Regions from separate parts of the Sus scrofa genome. Here region 1 is linked to region 2. A link is a contact called in public Hi-C data. All regions are on one chromosome and are shown on one strand. Each heading gives the region's core, a stretch centred on a gene start, on an enhancer-like site or on the middle of the called end of the contact. The rest is flanking DNA. Distances are from core to core; before and after follow the strand shown.

Evidence for each region. Hi-C and Micro-C count contacts between places; a contact is called where the count stands out from the background.
Region 1: a contact with region 2 is called in a Hi-C map of retroperitoneal adipose tissue, with 2.6 times the contacts expected there. The contact joins the enhancer-like site here to the promoter of HNMT in region 2. A contact is called at or near these places in 6 of 47 Hi-C or Micro-C datasets (embryonic fibroblasts, liver, mesenteric adipose tissue and 3 more) and 2 of 2 datasets of contacts at active chromatin or transcription factors (alveolar macrophages and skeletal muscle).

What each region holds. Positions count from the first base shown.
Region 1 is chr15:13,828,595-13,834,157 of Sscrofa11.1, forward strand. No RefSeq gene overlaps it. Among named protein-coding and RNA genes, the nearest start is that of HNMT, 63 kb to the left of the region's middle. Within about 2 kb of position 4,252, at least 3 of the 83 cell types and tissues checked have an H3K27ac peak or open chromatin away from gene starts, as enhancers often do. A contact at or near this core is called in retroperitoneal adipose tissue, where this site is marked.
Region 2 is chr15:13,765,679-13,770,749 of Sscrofa11.1, forward strand. It overlaps HNMT (histamine N-methyltransferase), which reads right to left and starts at 2,428. Exons shown (of 6, transcript NM_001244561.1): 1 at 2,280-2,428. The coding sequence starts at 2,416.

The sequences.
Region 1 (5,563 bases), core at 3,002-5,501, 65 kb after region 2:
TCCATAATTCATTCTGGATGTCAGAATAAACAAGCAAAAAAGTGAAATATGTCTTAGCAGTAAGTTATAAGAACCTTTCTCACCAAGATATCATAGGTCAGATAGTTATTCCCCCATAAACTTTCATTCTACTAAATTTTGCTCAAAACCTATGGTGTGCTAGATATTTTGTCAGCACATTGAAACTGGAGCCAGAGGTCCCTTCTGAGACTTGTGAGTCAAACCTAGATATTCACCCTGGCCTGGAGTTCCCAGACCTTTCCCCTCCTGGAGATGACTGTTTGGCATCTTCTGGCACTAAAAAGTCAATAGGAGCCCTTGATAAGAGATGACATCAGCAATTTATGTCAGTGTCCTGCAAATGTTTTCCTCTAGAAGTTTTATAGTATCTAGTCTTGCATTTAGGTCTTAATCCATTTTAAATTTATTTTTGTGCATGGTGTTAGAAAGTGTTCTAATTTTATTCTTTTACATGTAGCTGTCCAGTTTTCCCAGCACCACTTATTGAATAGCTTGTCTTTTCTCCACTGTATATTCTGCCTCCTGTGTCATAGATTAATTGACCATGGTTGAATGGGTTTATTTCTGGGCTTTCTATCCTGTTCTAGTGATCTCTATTTCTGTTTCTGTGTCAATATCACTGCTGTTTTGATTACTGTAGCTTTATATTGTCGTCTGAAGTAAAGGAGCCTGATTCCTCTAGCTCTGTTTTTCTTTCTCATGATTGCTTTGGATATTTGGCATCTTTTGTGTTTTCAAACAAATTAAAATTTTTTGGTTCTAGTTCTATGAAAAATGCCATTCATAATTTGATAGAGATTGCATTGAATCTGTGGATTGCCTTGGGTAGTATAAGCATTTTAACAATATTGATTCTTTCAACCCAAGAATATAGTATATATCTTTTCATCTGTTTGTTTCAGACAGAGAAGACAAACATCATATGATATCACTTCTATGTGGGATCTAATGAAGGATACAAATAAATATATTGACACAACAAAAATAGACTTACAGGCATAGAAAACAAACTTATGGTTACCAAAGGGGATAGCAGTGGTGGAAAGAGATAAATTAGGAATTGGGATTAACAGATACAATTCTACTATATATAAAATAGGTTAATAACAAGGATGTACTGTATAGCACAGGGAACTACATTTAATATCTTATAATAACCTACAATGGAAAAGAATCTGAAAAAGTATATATAATATTCACTTATATACATATAATTGAATTGCTTTGCTGTGTACACTTGAAACTAACACAGCATTGTAAATTAAGTACACTTTAATAAAATAATTTTAAAAATTTGAAAAAATAACCACTGAATCTTGCCCCCTCAATCTGCAGGTGATCTACCTTGAATCTCAATGACTATAGGTTAGGGAACTGTAAATTCAGTCACTTCGTTGTCACATCTGCTGCTTTTCCTGAACCTCTGAATTGAGTGTCAGCCTGTTTTGTTTCACCCTTCCAGATTAGCTTGAGCTGGATATTTTGAAGGGGCAAAAGTTTCCTGGTCTGATTGAAGTGCTTATTGGAACAGGTAGAAGGAGACCTTGGTGATAAAACTATTGCAACTTTTATAAGTCAGCAGTGACCCCTGGGTAGCAGGGGGTGAGCATGTGTTTCCAGTGGAAATGGCCGCCAGGATTTCCCTCTACCTCCTAACTTACTGAGGAGACAACTGAGCAGTCCCTGGAAATCCTTGAGTGAACAGTGACTGCCCAAGGGCTTCTAGAACATTCTTTACTCTGAATTGTTAAGACCAGTCATGGCCTGTGGTTGATGGGATATTCGGGCCTGAGATGGATATATCAGGGATGCCTTAGGACATCCCAGGGAAGGTGATATTGCCCTAGTGCCTCTAACTTAAACTCTAGGAGTAATATCTCCTTTCCAATGCCCTCTTGCTCCTCTCCCACAATTCTAAACCAGCCCTGCCCCATGGGGGAATAATTCTACATCAAGCCTGGAAGTAACTTCCCTACTTATCAGTGTTCCTGGAGTTTCATGAGGATTCTGAAGACAGGAGACAGGTTTTGGGCTTCAAGAAGGTAGGAAGGCCATGGTGAGGAGAGAGATGAGAGGCAAGGCCATCGGTGTCAGGTTCTCTGGAAATTTGCAGCAAGTGGGACTAAAACAATGGCCCCAGACACAAAGGACAATCCAAAGTACTTACCTGAGCTATGGAAATACAAAATTAGTTGTTTAACCACTTTTGCATCTGTTTACTCATTTGTACATTCCACTTCACAACATCCATCATATAATCTAGTAAGAAAAAGCATGTTAGAGTTGCTGCTGTGGTACAACACATTCAGTGGTGTCTCTGGAGCACTGGAACACAGCTTTGATTCCTGGCCCTGCATAGTAGGCTAAGGATCCAGTGTTGCTGCAGCTGCGGTGTAGGTCAAAACTGTGGCTTGGATCTCATCCTGGCCACCTCCCCCCCCCAAAAAAAAAGAAGAAAAAGAAAGTAGAAAGAAAGAGTATCTTAAAGTGTTGGAAAGATTTGAAGGAGTATGTAAATATAATATACTATAGGGTAGATTATAGATTACACTTTTATTATTATTTCTCTTTCTCATTTGTATAGTTCCTGAGAAGTTTTATGAACCTTCAGTCAATTACTTTTCCTTCCCCACTTTATTTATGAGCATACATGTCTTCTTTAAGTTTTAAAACATCATTTCAAAGTTAATAAGTTTCAAAAATCTAGCCATGTCCTTTATTTGCTTACAATATTTTGTCTGGAAAAGTTGTTCTTAAAAATAAAATCAAAGGTTTGTTTACACAGTTGTAATATGATCAAGCCCAACTCTAAACAAATGCTTGCAGGCCAGCAGAACAAGTATGTCATGCAACATGGGTGACTTTCCCAGTGGATGATAATAATCCTTAAAGCTGTTATGAATTATTCTAGAAACCCATATTTAGAGACTTTTAAAAATGTAGATTATTGGCCTGAGAAACCATTTTGTCTCCAAAGGAATATTTGCAGGCTGTTGTGCAAATCTGCATTGGAGCTCCTTTCACATTATGATCTTAGTGAATTCTTGACCAGATGGACTTGAACAGCTGCCACCCATGCCCGGTAAGTCCCTTTGCTTGAGAAAACAAAATAGTTCATCTGTTTGCAATTCCTTCCTGAAAGTACACAAGGGCAATTTTCTACATTGTGAATTACTTCTATCAGAGCAACATTTTCCCTGAAAGGTCATAGCTCATTATGCTGTTTAGAAACAAACAGAAAATGAGCAGAAACATTTTCTTGAGGATTCTTATAATTTGCACCCAGAAGGGACAAGTTTCTTTTCAGATTAGTTTTTTTTTTTTTCCTTAAAAAATGTTCCTTAGTTGCCATTATGTTCCATCTGACATGGAAGGTTATAGCTAAGAAGACCCCCTCTGAAATAATGATGCCAGAGTTCCCATAGTGGGCACAGTGGAAATGAATCCAAGTAGAAACCATGAGGTTGTGGGTTTGATCACTTGCCTTGCTCAGTGAGTTAAGGATCCAGCATTGCCGTGAGCTATGGTGTAGGCTGCAAACACGGCTCGAATCCTGTGTTGCTGAGGCTGTGGTGTAGGCTGCCAGCTGTAGCTCCGACTAGACCCCTAGCCTGAGAACCTCCATATGCTGAGGGTGTGGACCTAAAAAGCAAAAAAAAAAAAAAAAAAAAAAAAACAAAGGAAATGATGCCTTACATTTTTATAACACTTTATACTTTTCAAAGTATTTTCAGACACATCTCATTTGATCATCAAAATAACATAGGCAGGGAAAGTGGATGTTTTTATTTGTTACTTTATAGATAAAGAAATCTATTCAATCCACAAATTTTATCTGAGTATCTACTAACTCCATTGGATTGTAGTAAGTATTAGAGAGGATTAAATAACGTGTTCCTAAAAGAGGAACCTATTTTGTAGATAAGACATAGAAACACAAACCTGAATAATATAAAAATGTGCAATGTATTTCAAAAGAAGATAAAAGGCAGTATATGGTTAAAATATTAGAGATACTTCTGGTGAACAAACTGTTCTAGAGGATTTGGGGAGATTTTTTAAAGCAGATGGTACCTAGAATATGTATGTCTGGAAGGAGGCTTAGAACTGTGGAACCCACAAGAATGTTTACTCTTTGGCATCACAATCATATACTCATATAACCTTATAAAATATAAAGATTTTTGCCTTTAGTTTATCCTAATAAGCTATGCTGGAACTGTTTTTCTAAGGCACCCTGGCCAAAATGCTGGGATACCCATAGTTTTTAGAAAACTCTATCTCATATGAAGTTGCCATCTCTATAATTCTACCCCTTGCTGACTGAAACAATAAAACATAAATTTATTTTGTCTTCCTGTGGAAAGCCTTTAATACATCTGTAGACTGCTATCAGGTCTGTCTTTAATCTTTTCTTCTTTCCATTAAATCTTTTAACCCCAGGGTCATTATTCTACTGCCAGACTCCTGTTCTTATTTGTCCAAATTATCTGTAACTTTTGCCATCTAACATTGATATGCTATTGTAGGCATGCAGAGTTAGAGAAGATCTTCCTTTCTGGGCTCTAAGTACTATAGTTGTCTTTCCAGTTCCCTTTCAGTATTTAATTTTAATATTGCTCATCATGAACACTTCTCACACATAAGCGCAAGTGTCATTTGGAATGCACTTAATTAATATGCCTGGGATGCATTATGAACATTTTCCCAAAGAACAACAGCCACTTTCATTGCATGCTTCCTCCGCTGCCTTTTTTCTTTTTCTTCTTTTCTTAAGTCAGTCATGATCTACACATATCTACCCAGATGATGCTTGCTTAGGGGATTTTTTAAAATACCAAAGTTCCAACATAATAGTGGTACTTGGTATTTTGTTTCTCAATGTTATTAACTGAGAAAATAAAAATTAATAGTTCATGCAAATGAATAAGCCAATACTGACCTCTGGTGTGTAGTGAAGAAATTGCTTACTGGATGAATGACTGGACCCTTGGGAAAAGTTTTAGGTTTTAGTGTTTTCTTCATCTTTGTTCAAGAAAAGAAATTTCCCTGAGTTGTAATTATAATGTGGAAATTGGGGACAATAAAACTAACTAAATAAATGGAGGGAATTCCTCTATGTTGGCTCTCTGTGGTAAGTAAGTAAAAAAAAGAAAGAACTAGTAATACTAGGTTAGCCACATTAGATGATGTTTTTGCCTGTCAGACCAACTGATTTGGTCAGTTTTTAAGCAAATGTTAGAACAATGAGTTGGTAAATGATTTCCCTTCTACTCTTGACTCCATATGAGTTATAGTGGTTTAATTAAAGGATAGTTTATTTACAATGTTGTGCCAATTTCTGTTGTATGGCAAAGTGACTCAGTCATATATACATTCTTTTTCTCATATTATCTTCAATCATGTTCTATCCCAAGAGATTAGATATAGTTCCCTGTGCTATATAGTAGGATCTCATTGCTTATCCATTCTAAATGTAATAGTTTGCATCTACCAACCCCAAACTCCCAGTCCATTCCTCTCTCTCTACCTTCCCCTTGAC
Region 2 (5,071 bases), core at 1,178-3,677:
GTGAAGAGATTAATACTTATTCTTGGGGACTAAGTAGCAATAGGTTCATAGAAAACTAAGAAAATAAATTAAAATCGAGACAATAGTTAACTCTAGGAAAAACAAAAAAAAATTGTACATAAAAAGAAATGTAATTATAGTATAAATGCATTGTTCAATTATGAACAATATGTACACAGGCAAAATGATATAAACAAATTATTTAACCAAAACTTGGACATATATATTGTGTGTTTATCTGTATCTATATATATTGAATTGACATGGTAGGGGGAGGGATGTGCATGTTTATTTAGCTATTTTAATATATCAAAATTAAGAAAGAGAATAATTAGGAATGAAAATTCCATAAGAAACAACAAAATGATTTAGAGTGTTGACAGTGGTTTTCTCTGGGGATCCTGAATCAGGACTGAGAGTGGGTATGGCAAGAAAGCACTATTTTTGTTGCTGTTATAAGCTTTTTAGAATCACTTGACTTTTAAAAACATGAGCACATCTTGCTTTAATAAAAATGTAAGATTAAGAAGGCATGTTGCCTACCTGTAACTCATACACAACTTAAATAGCAATTTTTTTTTTTTTTGGTCTTTTTAGGGCTGCACCTGCAGCATATGGAGGCTCCCAAGCCTAGGGGTCCAATGAGCTGCAGTCACTGGCCTACACCACAGTCACAGCAAAGCCAGATCTGAGCCAGGTCTGCAACCTACACCACTGCTCAGGGCAGTGCCGGATCCCCAGCCCACTGAGCAAGGCCAGAGATGGAACCTGCGTCTTCATGGTTACTACTCAGATTTGTTTCTGCTGAGCCACGACAGGAACTCTGAGTAGCAATTTTGAAGCCCTTTCAGCTAAATCTCATTCCCTATCACCTTTAGCAAAAAAAAAAAAATGCTGTTTTTAATAAATGGTACTTTGATTCAGATGATTTCTAACTGTATATTACCACTATAGTGCAAGCTTAATTATGCCTTTGAAAATTCTTCAGTATTTCGCAAATTTTACATTCAGTATTTCCAGTTAGATTGTATACACCTTGAAGACAGGGCAGGGGTCATAATCATTTGTTGTATTTTGTGCATTCAAAGTACATGTTCAAATCCAATTGACAGCTGAAGTAAACAAAGGATCTGCATAAGCCACAGACATGAACACAGATAGTTAATACGGCACAAGAACTCAAAATAACTCATTACCTTTAATTTTCTAAATGAACAAAAAGAAGTGAACTATGATTAGGTCCTAGATAAGAAATTATATTTGCTGTCTGCTTTGATTTTTGCATTGTTACCCTTTCACTTATTGTTAACATATTATATAGTACTCATTTTTTTAAAAAGCACACTTAAAAACTGAACCACGAAAAATAGAAGATAAAAGGGGAAACAAAATTCCATATACATCCAACAATGCCTTCTCTGGTCAGGCAGAGTTAACTATCCTGATGAAAGAAGTGCAGGCCTACAATAGGAAAATCCAGCAAAAGATAAAAATATCAGTTTCCTTTGCTGTTGCAAATTGGATCCACAGTCTTTTCTCCCCAGTTTTCCATCGTTATTTCCTGAAGCAGAGTAAGTTACAGCAACCCACCCCCAGATAGGTTATTTGATTATCTTTAGCATGTGGAATCTGTTACTCTCATAATGCTTATCAGCTCTGGCACAAATTGAACACATTAATCACCAAAAAAAGGAGTCTGGAGAAGGATAGGAACGAGCAAGTTTCACTGATAATGGGAAAATGCTTTTTCAGGGCCACATAGCTAATATTAAGTTGAAAGTAAAAGACAATTTTTTTTTTTAAGAGAGAGTGATAACTATAATAATGGATAAGGAAAATGAATTTAAATGGATAGTAAGAGAATTGAGAGGCATCCACCCACTCAATCCTCAGGGGTGAATAGTATTTGGTAATTATTTTGATTCTAATGAAAAGAACAATAGACTCCATTTGGGATTTTTTTTTTAGAGGGCTGAAAAATATGAGCTCAAAGATTTGGATATTATCTTTACCCCGAGGAACGTGGATTTGTGCCTTCAAATGGTTAACGCTTATCTCCCTGCAGCTGGAAATCCAGCACAAATCAGAGCCTTTGAATGTTTAAAGAGAGCATCGAACTGAAACGCGGCAGGAGAAGGGGGCGAGCCGAGCTGTTCTTAGTGCCTGCCTGGTTCTTATCCCCGCATCCAGCCTGCAGAGGCAGGCTCAACCCCATCTATCACTGCACAGAATGAGCCCGAGGCTCTTCCCTGGGATCAAAAAAGGCCTTGTTTTGTTACCTTGCTATTATGCCTGGTAGCTGCTTGTCCATGAATTCCTGCATGCACTGGTGTTCCGTGGAATTGTTGAGAAACCTCCGAAAAGATTCAACATATCTGCCGTGGTCAGAAAACAAGCTCCTCATGGAAGATGCCATGTTTGGTTTTCTGAGAAAGACAGGGAGGGAAGGAAGCTTTAACTTCCCTCTTCCCTTCTTTCTCTTCCTAGTTCCTTCTTTTTCTTTTCACCCCCACCAGTCTCTATCAAAAAAAAAAAAAAAAAAAAAAAAAAAGTCTTTTGAATTTAACGAGCTGGCAAGGCTGGGTGTGTGAAGCTCATTTCTGAGTCAGTATTTGTACAGGACTTTGGACTTGGCCACTGAGACTTTAACCCCTGCACAGGTGTTTTAGAAGAAGTATTAGTAGGAAAGCAAAGCAGTAAACCTGCGGCTAAAACTTGTTTCAGAACTCCAGAAGTTCAGAAAGTCCGAAAAACAGACTACATTCAAATCACTTCCTGCTTTGGCAGCAGCTGCCCCTAGTGAAATTCCAAATGGGAATGTGGCTGCTTTAAAGGGCCAAAGGCCATAAACACAGGAGTAAAGCAGCCTGTGCTAAGGCTGTAAACCACTTCCGGAAATATACAGCTGCTGAATCTTTGACAAAAGATTGTCATCTGCCCCCAAGCTTTCTTGCCCTTCACTAGAACCTTAAACTTCTCTACTTCATTTCTTCATATGCTGATTGACTTGTGACTGGGGGCACGGGGGGGAGGCAGAAAATGAGGGACCAGAGAGAGGATGCTCAGGGAAAGCAGGCAGGCCACCGAAATTCTTCAATCCATAGGAAGTCTTTCCTAAGTGCTTCTGAACATGGACTTGCAGAAAAATAAGATTGGAATTTTGGAAGAACTTTTGGAGACCCAGTGGTGTCACCAATCAAAAGACACAAAGTATTTTGAGTATCCAGGCCTTTTACCTGGGAAATGGTGTGTAAAAAAAGCCACCCCTTATCCAACATGGGACGTTAATAATAGCGTCGAACTCCTGGAGGAGTTACGGCAGTTAAATGAGTTAATTCCTCTCGGAAGTGTGTCTGTCTAAACCATTCCCTTCTGTTGTGGTCTGTGCAGGTGGGTTGGAAGAAGTATTGGGGTGAAAAGAAACAAGAGTTTGTTGAGCATGGTGAGGTGGAGAGAAAGCAGAGTTTATTGAGATGAGACTCTGTAGGAGCAGTAGGACAACTTCCTGATAATCGGGGAGAGACAGCAATAAGCACATAGTCCTGTCTGTTTTTATAACCCTGGGAGAAGAGAGATCTCTCAATAACACCTGCTGACCTGCTCACTGGTTGGGGAAAGAGGGGTCTTCCGATACACTTGCAGGTTGGTTGGGGGTATGTAAGTTCCCAATAGAAGTCAGTGAGGAGTGAGCCACATAACTTTTCTAGCTGGGGGCAGGAATGAGTAGGCCAGGTTGCTCAAGGTGGGGAAAGGAGTCTTACAAATAGACAGGTGGGGTGATGATAAAGGTCTGGTAATTCTTGTCTTGGCCAGAGACTTTGAGTTCAGTCTCCTCCAAGGGGCCTTGAAGCCCAACAAATTCCTCTAATTCAGTTCCAAAGCTGCCCTCCAAGCATTCAGCACTCACCTCAACCCTTTCCTATAAGCAATTCATGGTGTCACTACTCTGAGAGCCAGTGCTTTTATTCTAGAGGAAATAGGAAGTCTGGAAAGGCAGATTAATGTGGGTGTAGCTTCTGATGCTGCCACTAATGAACTGTGTGATCTTGATTGAAACTTAAGCTTCAGTTTGCTCATCAGAAATGAGAACAATGTATTACCTCTCATAGTGTTGTGGGGAAAATTATGTAGATAACATTTAAAGCAATTGCTCTATGGATATTGAGAACTGAGCTTCACGTCATTTGCACATGTCACAAGATATTACTCTTCTCCGGATTTTTCCAATTGTTTAAAAATGTAAAGCTTATTCTTGGCTCATGGGCTGTGCAACATCAGGTGCTGACCTGGTCTGGCCGACAGGCCCTAGTTGGCTGACCCTAATCTAGCTCCTAGGTCTCCATAAATGGGTTATTTAGCTTCCATCTCTCTGCAGCTAGCTTGGCCTTCCTCATACTGACTCTTGCGGCTTTTAATTCATCTGTTACTATTTTCCACTCTTCTCTTTAGAACTCAATCCAAATCATTCACTCATGTATTCGTCTACCAAACAAATACTTAGTAAGGGTCTACTCTGTGCTATTCTGCTGAAAAGAAATAACCTTGACCTCTATCTTCCTACTAAAAAGCTACCTTGCACTCAAATCTTCACCTGAGGCTATCACCTGACTCACTTGTGGCATCTTTCCCAACAATTTGCTCTTCATGTTGCTTCATTAAAGATTTCCTTTCCATTTGCACTGCTTCCATGACACTAAAACTGAGCAGGGCCTTGTGGGGCTCTTGCTCACAAGCCTTTCTGTGTCCCCCATTTCTTGTTTTTAGGGAATAAGCTTCAGCCTCCTTGACCTTCCCTGAGTTCCAAAGGACAGGCTCAAACAGTTGCTAATCAGGGAAGTGTGGGGTGGCGGGGCCAGGGTGGGGGCCGCGAAATGCAGAGACCAGGGAGGAGCAGTGAAGAAACAATAGTGCAGCCTTGAGGCAGGGTCCTGGTTCCTCTTCAAGGAATATATAACAATATCTTTGAGTTCTTCTGCCCAACTAAAACCCCCAACAAATGAAAACCAGAGAGGAGGACCACGAGAACCAGTCCTGGGGCCACTAACCACCAACTCTGAAGAAGAATGAAAGC